2 separate regions of the Gossypium hirsutum genome follow, and region 1 is linked to region 2. A link is a contact called in public Hi-C data. All regions are on one chromosome and are shown on one strand. Each heading gives the region's core, a stretch centred on a gene start, on an enhancer-like site or on the middle of the called end of the contact. The rest is flanking DNA. Distances are from core to core; before and after follow the strand shown.

Region 1 (4,058 bases), core at 146-2,645, 520 kb before region 2:
CTCCTACTCCATCTGCCCGATTCCCACCAACCTGTCTCTCCATGATAGGACCTTTTCAAAAATCAGTGTTATGTCCATCACAATATCTAGGTTTTCCTCTGTTTCCTTTATACAAACTTTCTTTAACCACCGACTCATTATTTCATCGTCATCTCTCCCTTTGCGCTCCGTGGAGTCCATAATTTTGTAGTACACAATATATTTGAGCAAATGGTAGTCCAAGCGTGGAATTATAAAAAAGATAAAAATTTATAAAACAATCATTAAAATTTATAATAATTACTAGAAGCTAATTAAAACCATAAAGTTTTTATAATTTTTTTTAAAAAATATTAAAAATGGTTAAAAATTAGAAATTTAATTTAGAATTTTTTTAAAAATTAATTAAAAGCTATATTTAAAAATATAAATATTTTATAAAAATTATTTTTCTCATTTTTATAAAAATATAGCAACTTACCATTAATTAAAAAAAGCCATTGATTATTAAGAAGGCATAACATTTTAGAAGAACTTTCAAGTATGCATAAGAAAAAAAAAGAATTCCAATGTTTGATATACTTAAAAATAAATTATATTAGTTAAATAATTTAGTAAAAATGAGAAAAATAATTTTAAAAACATTTAATAAATAATTTATATGGTTTTTAATTAATTTCTAACAATTTTAATAAATTAATTTTTTTCTAAATTTTATAAACTTTTATGGTTTTTAATTAATATCTAATAATTATCATAAATTTTAATGATTTTTATAAATTTTTATTTTGTTATGAATATCTTATTAAGTGGATGCCCATCATGATCAATATAAAGTTTTAATATACTTAGTTAGTAGAATTATAAATAGAGACTCTGACGAAGTATTGTAATCATCCATTTGATCAATAAAGTATATTTTTTTTATTCCTTTTATATTTTCTTTGTTCTTTGTTCTCTCCATCTCTCTTATTTTATAATACGTTATCATAATACAATCACTCCAAATGTTGCTCAAGTTGTTGACAATAGCTATTGTAATTGCAATTTCAGCCTTCAATTAAAGCCTATGCACTATGAGTAATCATTAGAGCTTTTAATCACTTAAATCTTCCACGCATGTTTGTAATAGTAATTATAAAATAAAAAATTAAGAAAAATATTTAAAATTCTATTTTACTAGATTTATTACATTCCCTACTAACCCCCTGATTTCATCCCTACTTCTTACCACATCATCCATAATTCTTATCAAATAAAAATAAATACATATCTTTTTTCCAAAACTGATATATTTACTTTGGTAGGAACCATAAATAAATAATATGGTAAAAGAATTTATAAAGTTATTTCTCGTGAAGAAACAAGAAATGTGGCAGCCACGTGTAAGTAGTTTAGTAACAGACCTACAGAGGTTGCCTCTCCTCCACGCGACTCATCCATCCCCATAAAACCCCGCCACTGCAATGGATTCCCTTCACTTTAAATTCCATACTACAAACAAAATGTATACTACATAGGCCACTCCTAGCATTACCACCCTTATGCTCTCTAATCTAATCTAATCTAATCTTTTCCCACATCCTTCTCACTCTCTCCTCTATGAAAATTCTGAGTTTTTATGTTTAAAGAATAAAATCTGTTAAATCCCAACAGTTTTTTTCAATATAAAATTGGAGGTGTTTATGATTAGATACGTTTAGGTGTTGGGAAGAGAGTGAGATTAAAGGATCAGACTGTGGAATTGAATTTTGTGAGTGCCCCCCCAATGGTTGCTGCTACCCTAAACCCCAAACACCTGGGAGGAACTGGGCTACTGCCTCCCTTGTTGCCCTCCGACCCCCACAATTCCATCCCTCCGCCCCCTCAAAATTCCCGAAAATGTTTGTCCACCTCCTCATCCCACTCAAATTCTTCCACAAAACACACGACTTCATCGGCTATTAAGAGGTCTCAACCGGTGGAGAGGAGACATGCGGTGACCCCGCCGTCTAATAAACCTATGCGTTTGAAAACTGACAACGCTAACAATAACACTGCTGACAAGGTTAGCAAAGCTACACCAGCTCCATCACCATGCCCCACAAAGAAAGAAACCACCAAGAGGCGCAAACCGACGCTGGAAACGAGAAGAACAGAGCAAACCGAAATTTCAAAGACGGAGCGGTGGCCGGCGAGGTTAAGGCTACCCAACTCGGTGGCTAGTAGAAGCATGGCTTGCACCGATGAGAGGAAGAGATTAAACGGTTCTGTTAATGGCAATGTACTTGGGCCACTGCAAGATTTCATGGCTGATAATAGAGATATAAGAGCCGTTACTCCTGTTGAATCTAAGGCTCAACGTGGTCTCGCTGCTTCTGATACTGAAAGTGTTTCTTCTGGTAGTACGTCAGGTTCTTCACAAAGTTCCTCCGCTAACGTAGACGTTAAGCGTGGGCCTCCAGGAATAATGGTCTCCGCTCGGTCCTGGCAACAGACTGCTAATCGGGTATGCCGGTCCCATCCTGGCTCGCCGGTTCCTAAGAAAAATACAGCGCGCACTAAGCTAATTGTACCAGACAAGTTCGGAGCTGATACTCCTTTTTCGTCTCCAAACGGTGTATTGAATAGCAGAGGACAGTTACCGCCAATTCATGGGCCAGTTCGGCCTGCGTCACCGAGTAAGCTTGGGTCATCTTCAACGAGGGGAATGAGTCCTAGACTGAGGAATGGTTTGGATGATAATTTGGTAACTAGGCTGTCGATTTTGAGCTTTGTTGGTGATGGTTTTAAGATTGGGGAGAACAAAGTTTCGGATGCTAATTTGTTGAGGCTACTTCATAACCGGTGGTTGCAGTGGCGTTTTGTTAATGCTAGAGCAGATGCTACTCTGTCTTCCCAAAGGTCTAACGCAGAGGTACGACTCTAAGAAGTGACTTTGAATTTATCTCGTTGTGTTTGTATGCTGTTTGTATGCTTCATCAAGTTTGCATGCTTTACTATTATAATATTCATAGGAATTCGCTTTTACTATAATTTTGGCAGTACAGCTCGCAGCATTAAACGTTGCATACGAACACCATTTTGAGGATTTTGGCTAAGTTTTACTTTTAGAAAGTTAATTTTTTTAGAATGTTGCCTGGCTGCACGCAGTTTGTTTTGTCTTACCATCTGGAATTTCAGGGTTTTGTTAATTAAAAAAAGAGAGCTCAAGAACAGTCCAGACAAACAATTGAATTATGTCTGATAAAAACAGAGAGTGGTGTTCTTGGTAGAGCTGAAATTCTTTAGGCCACTTCTGCTTGATCGAACTTGGCACCCTGCCGTTTTTGGTTATAATTGCTTTTATGGTGTAGAAGTTATGTAGTATGAAAGCAGCCTGTGAGAGTTGTTTTGTGGCTTAAAATGAGTTTAATCATGTTAGGGAGAGAGGCTGCAGTATTGGTGAAATTAGAAATTTTCCATAAGAGTGTAAAGGGATATTTTTAGTACAATCTATGATAAGTGACGACGGATAGAATTGGATCAAAGAGATTGCATGCCTGATTTTCACAGGTTTTTCCTTCAGACCAAATCCAGAGGCCATGTGAGACACTGAGATCAGTAGGTTTTGATTTTGAAATAATATTGGAAATCAAGAATGCTAAATGTTCTAGAGGAGCATGCTGGTTCATCAGTTGCTGATTTTCTTGCACTAAGGAACCAGTCAAAGAGGGCATCCATTATGCTAGAAACAACTTGATCAAATTAGAGGCAAGCAGAGGTTGCAGATTGCATGTGTCTTGAAATAGCTATGATTGATTACTGATTGACATCTCAGGAATGAGAAACAAGTGAAATAAAAGTTGCATTGATTTTTTTTCATATTTTAGCTTTCGATACAATTAATTCATCTTAATCTTTTTTGCTTTGCTTTGTTTAAGATGCTTCAGTTTTTTTTTAACTGTCCTCTTGTTTCTCAGAATACTAACAATTTTTATTGTCAATTATCTTCATTATAGTTAGTTAAAATATGACAATGAGTCCTTTTGTTATCATTTCTGATAACAAAAAAGCCCTCTATAATGCATGGGCAGCTACCTCAAATAAAATTTTCCATC
Region 2 (4,292 bases), core at 1,502-4,001:
CATGCATTTAATTCGATACAATATAAATATTTAAAAAGAATTCATTTATACCATAATTTCCACAATTTTAATTTATAAACCCTTGACTTTTAAATAATAATTCCATAATTAGGCCACCGGTTTGTTAGCCCAATAGATTCGATCTATTTGACTGATACAATTGTTCTATTAAATTAATCATAAAAATAAAAATATTGATTCAATTTGTTCAACCGCCCAATCAATCTGTTCCAATTTTCGAGTCAACCAAATCTAAATTTGAAATTTACTATTTATGAATTCACTGTTTTTACCTTAAAAAATTCCATAAAATATATTTGACTTGGAATTGAAGATGCAAAAGAATGACCACATTTCTAACAGTTAATTATATTATATTTCTTATTATCTTATGCATATTTACTTAATTTTGCTTTTTCCTCTAAAATTATGTTGAATAATTTATCCAATATGTTATTTTTAATCCCATTACATTTCATTTACTACTTATATGTAAACTATAGCGAATACTGTTTTATTCTTTCTATTTCCGTTGTGAATGTTAATTTTAGTAGAATACAAGTTTTAGGCAGTTTGATTAAGAGTAAACCGTATCTTATGTTTAGACGTTGATAATGAGTAGTAGAGAGGCACAGTGGTTGCGCGTTGTTCAAAACTTTTATATCCTCCGCCATTGGTTGAAGATGCTAATCAACACTCCTGCATAAAGCTTAACAGCATGTTTGGTTGAAGGTAATAGCTAAACCATTACATGCTTATTACTAACCTATTTTTCAGGCCCACTTAAACTGGCGTTTGGTTCAACGTAATACCCTATTACGGGTGGATTCCATTCCGGGCTTAAACAGAGATTCTTGGGGATTTCTATTCCGTGCCTTCTTCACCGTTTACCGATTCGTTGCTTGAAGAAACCTATTCTACCCTTACCAAAATTTCACGTCAAAAACACTCTCAATCAGCAGCCATTTCACATACCCTTCGACTCCGGCATTCCTCCCCTTCATCCAAGGTCAGGTAAACATTTTTGCTTCTTCTTCCTTCACATCATCTTCTTTCATTGTTTCATCATCTATCTCCTTTCTGCAGTTTCAACTACAGGGTAGCAAATTGACTTGGCACGAGCGCTTCTTGGTACTTTTCTTTTCCAATTTCTCTTCCGCAGAGTTTTGTTTGCTTATTAATTTCTGGGCTCCAAAGAAAGTTACCAAGAAGTGCAGATTAGGTCATTCAATCAGTCACAGAGGACAAAGAATTGGCTTCAAAGAAGAACAGTCATTCCCATAAACCTAAGAAACTTTTGTTCCCAAATGGCTCCAAAACTTTGAAGGCTTCTTCTTCAGAGGTTGGAGGTGGTCACGATGATGATGGTGATAGCCATGATGATGTCGAGAAGTTGAGTAGTAGAGCAATCAATGCCTCTATCGTTCTTGGATTTGACACGTTTGTTGTATCCAAGTTGCTTACAATTGATCATGATTATTGGCATGCAAGTTATCTCCTAGGTTTTTCAATTTTTTTTTTGCATTTTAATTCTATTTCCTGTTTTACTTAGAGTTGAATAATGATTCGTTTCAAAAGAGCTTTCTTTTGGTATACTCTTGTTTTGAGAAGGGTATTTTTGCTTGGTAGTAGTTTTCCTTGGTTTCACTTCTCTCTGTGCTAGAGTTGGTTAATCTCTTTCATTCGTCATTTTATGATTTTAATCTTGAAAATTGTTGAGGTGTTTATAACTTTCTAAACTAACCATGAAATCTGAAACATTGCTTGTAAAAGAAAAAGGGGGTCTTTATTTATGATTTGTGCTTTCCTGGAAATTTGAGGTTTATGCAGATTAGCTTTCAAAAACCAAGTGAAAGCTGGAGTCCTCAAAATAAAATGAAGTGAAATCTAAATGCTACAATATTATTTTTTTCCTATCTCAGTATTTATTTGATTCTTATGAATGATTAACAGGGATGGACACTTTATGAGGTACTCCAATATGTTCCAGAACATAATTGGATTGCATACGAACAAGCTCTTAAAGCCAAACTAGTGATAGCCAAAATGGCAATAAGTGGGATAGTCTATTCAATAGGAAATTAGATTGCACAAGTAGTTTCTCTCTCTTCTCCACCCTCTCTATTAATCCTTTAAACGTAAACATATATTGCATTCAGCTCATATTGTATAGCCTGTGTGTAGTGTTATGAAGGAAAGCCTTCAGATCGGGCCTTGTTGGATTTACTCTTCATAGATCCCTTTCTCATTATTATTACCAGTTTTGTGAGGTAATACTTGTGGTTCATAGTTTATATGTTTTGCTGCTTTGAGTCGTTTTTTTTTCCATGGAGCAATGAAACACTTTGAGTTCCAGGCTCTGTTTCCTTTCGATGACTGGTGGGTGGTTCCAGCAAAAGTTATCTTTGATCAAACAGTTTGGGCTGCAATCTAGAACAGTATATATTATGTAGTTTTGGGGTTCTTGCGTTTTGAATCCTCGGCTAATATCTATAAAGAATTGAAGGCAACATTTTGGCCTATGCTGCCTATAAGAATTCTGAAATCCCTGGACACTCGACTATTAAGCAGGGATGGTCGGATAAGGAATCCTGATGAGAAGCCATTAGTTCTACCAGAGATAACAGTACATACGGGAACTGAAGCACTTCCAAAACCTGGTGCGAAACAACCAAAGGAAGAAGCCAAATCCTCTCCCCAACCAGGTACTAAACACCAAAAAGGGCTAGAAAGATGCTGAGACCAAAGCAATGGAGTCAAAATCCTCTCCAGAGAATGTTGTAGCAGACAAGATCTCTGGATCTTCAAACAAGGAAGTTGATGCTGCAAAACAGAAAGAAATGAAGAGAGAAGAGGAAATTGCAAAAGCAAAGCAAGCTTTAGAAAGGAAGAAGAAGCAGGCTGAAAAAGCAGCTACCAAAGAAGCTACCAAAGAAGCTATAAGAGCTCAAAAGGAAGCTGAAAAGAAGCTCAAGGAAATTATTTACTTCTTCTCTTGTTTTGCTTCTTTATAAGTGGTGCGGGTTAAAACTGAATTCTTTTGATGTTTTTTTCCTTTCAGGAGCGTGAGAAGAAAGCAAAGAAGAAAGCAGCAGCATCTACGAATACTATAAATCCCGAGGAACCAACTGAACCCATGGCTGAAGCTTCAGAATCAGAGAAGGTTGATGCTAGTGCTGAAGCACCTGTTCCTGCTCCTATTTCAGTGAAGGATAAAGCACAAAAGGGGAATGCTATTTGGTACAAAAATCGAACTAAAGGACCTGAGGTGCTTTCAAGAGCCATCCTGAGATGTAAGAAGTCAACCAACTACTGGACATGGGCCGCACCTGCTGCACTAGTGGTGCTGATACTTCTAGCATTAGGTTACTATTATCCTGTCTGAAGAAGTTAACTTGAATGGAACTGAGAGTTTTGGTTGAACAACATGCTAATAGCTAGGTCCATAGCTGCAAAAGTTCTTTGCATCCATTGAGGATGGACTAAAAATGTCATAATGTTGCTGGTTGTTCAGTTGCAATGCTTACTGAGGCCAAAACTAAGCAATTCTGGTTTAATTGGTTGTATTTTAAAAATTTTGACGTCCATCAATTTGAGAATGTCATGAGAATCCTTCATGCATTTCAATATTTGAGATTAATCCTAAATTAATATGATTCCAATAGATAGAATGCCAGGTGTTCAATGGGTTTATTGTTCTGGTCTACTATTTTCCTAGAAAGTAGCAATTACTCAACAAGTATGATACATTATTATACAAAGAAAGATGCATCTCAAAGGAAAGCAAAGTATCGATTAAAATTATTACTTAACTCATAAATTATATTATGATTTTTTAATTCATATAATAATAATTATATTAAGAATTTTATTAAATTATATTTAGTAATAATTATAGTAAAATATGATTAAATTATTTATTATTTTTATTAAATTATTTTTAATAATAATCTTATTAAAATTTAATAATAATAATAATAATCATTTACTTAAAAAAATTCAACTAAGGGTATTCTGGTCATTTTAGTTTTTTTTCTTATTCTATTACAACGTCATTCCATTCCAACCAAACACAAGAATTCTATTACAGTTCTATTCCATTCCATCCAACCAAACAATTGAATTACTTATTACAGTTCTATTCCATTACAGCTCTATTCAATTACAGCTCTATTCCATTACAGTGAACCAAACGTACCCTTAGTGTTAACCGCATAAATACCAACTATTAAATCAACCTTCTTTGCCTTCATCATTGCTTCTCTTACTATGAATAGCAAACCTGCTTGGAG

The links. Hi-C and Micro-C count contacts between places; a contact is called where the count stands out from the background.
Region 1: a Hi-C map of leaf shows a contact between it and region 2, with 2.9 times the contacts expected there. The contact joins the promoter of LOC107951415 here to the promoter of LOC107951419 in region 2. A contact is called at or near these places in 2 of 34 Hi-C or Micro-C datasets (both in leaf).

The regions. Positions count from the first base shown.
Region 1 is chrA02:21,036,097-21,040,154 of Gossypium_hirsutum_v2.1, reverse strand. LOC107951415 (QWRF motif-containing protein 2) reads left to right here and starts at 1,395. Exons shown (of 6, transcript XM_016886466.2): 1 at 1,395-2,875. The coding sequence starts at 1,748.
Region 2 is chrA02:20,518,561-20,522,852 of Gossypium_hirsutum_v2.1, reverse strand. It overlaps LOC107951419 (proton pump-interactor 1), which reads left to right and starts at 2,751. Exons shown (of 2, transcript XM_041083508.1): 1 at 2,751-2,957; 2 at 3,062-3,385. The coding sequence starts at 2,751. The coding sequence ends at 3,385. It also overlaps the pseudogene LOC107952273.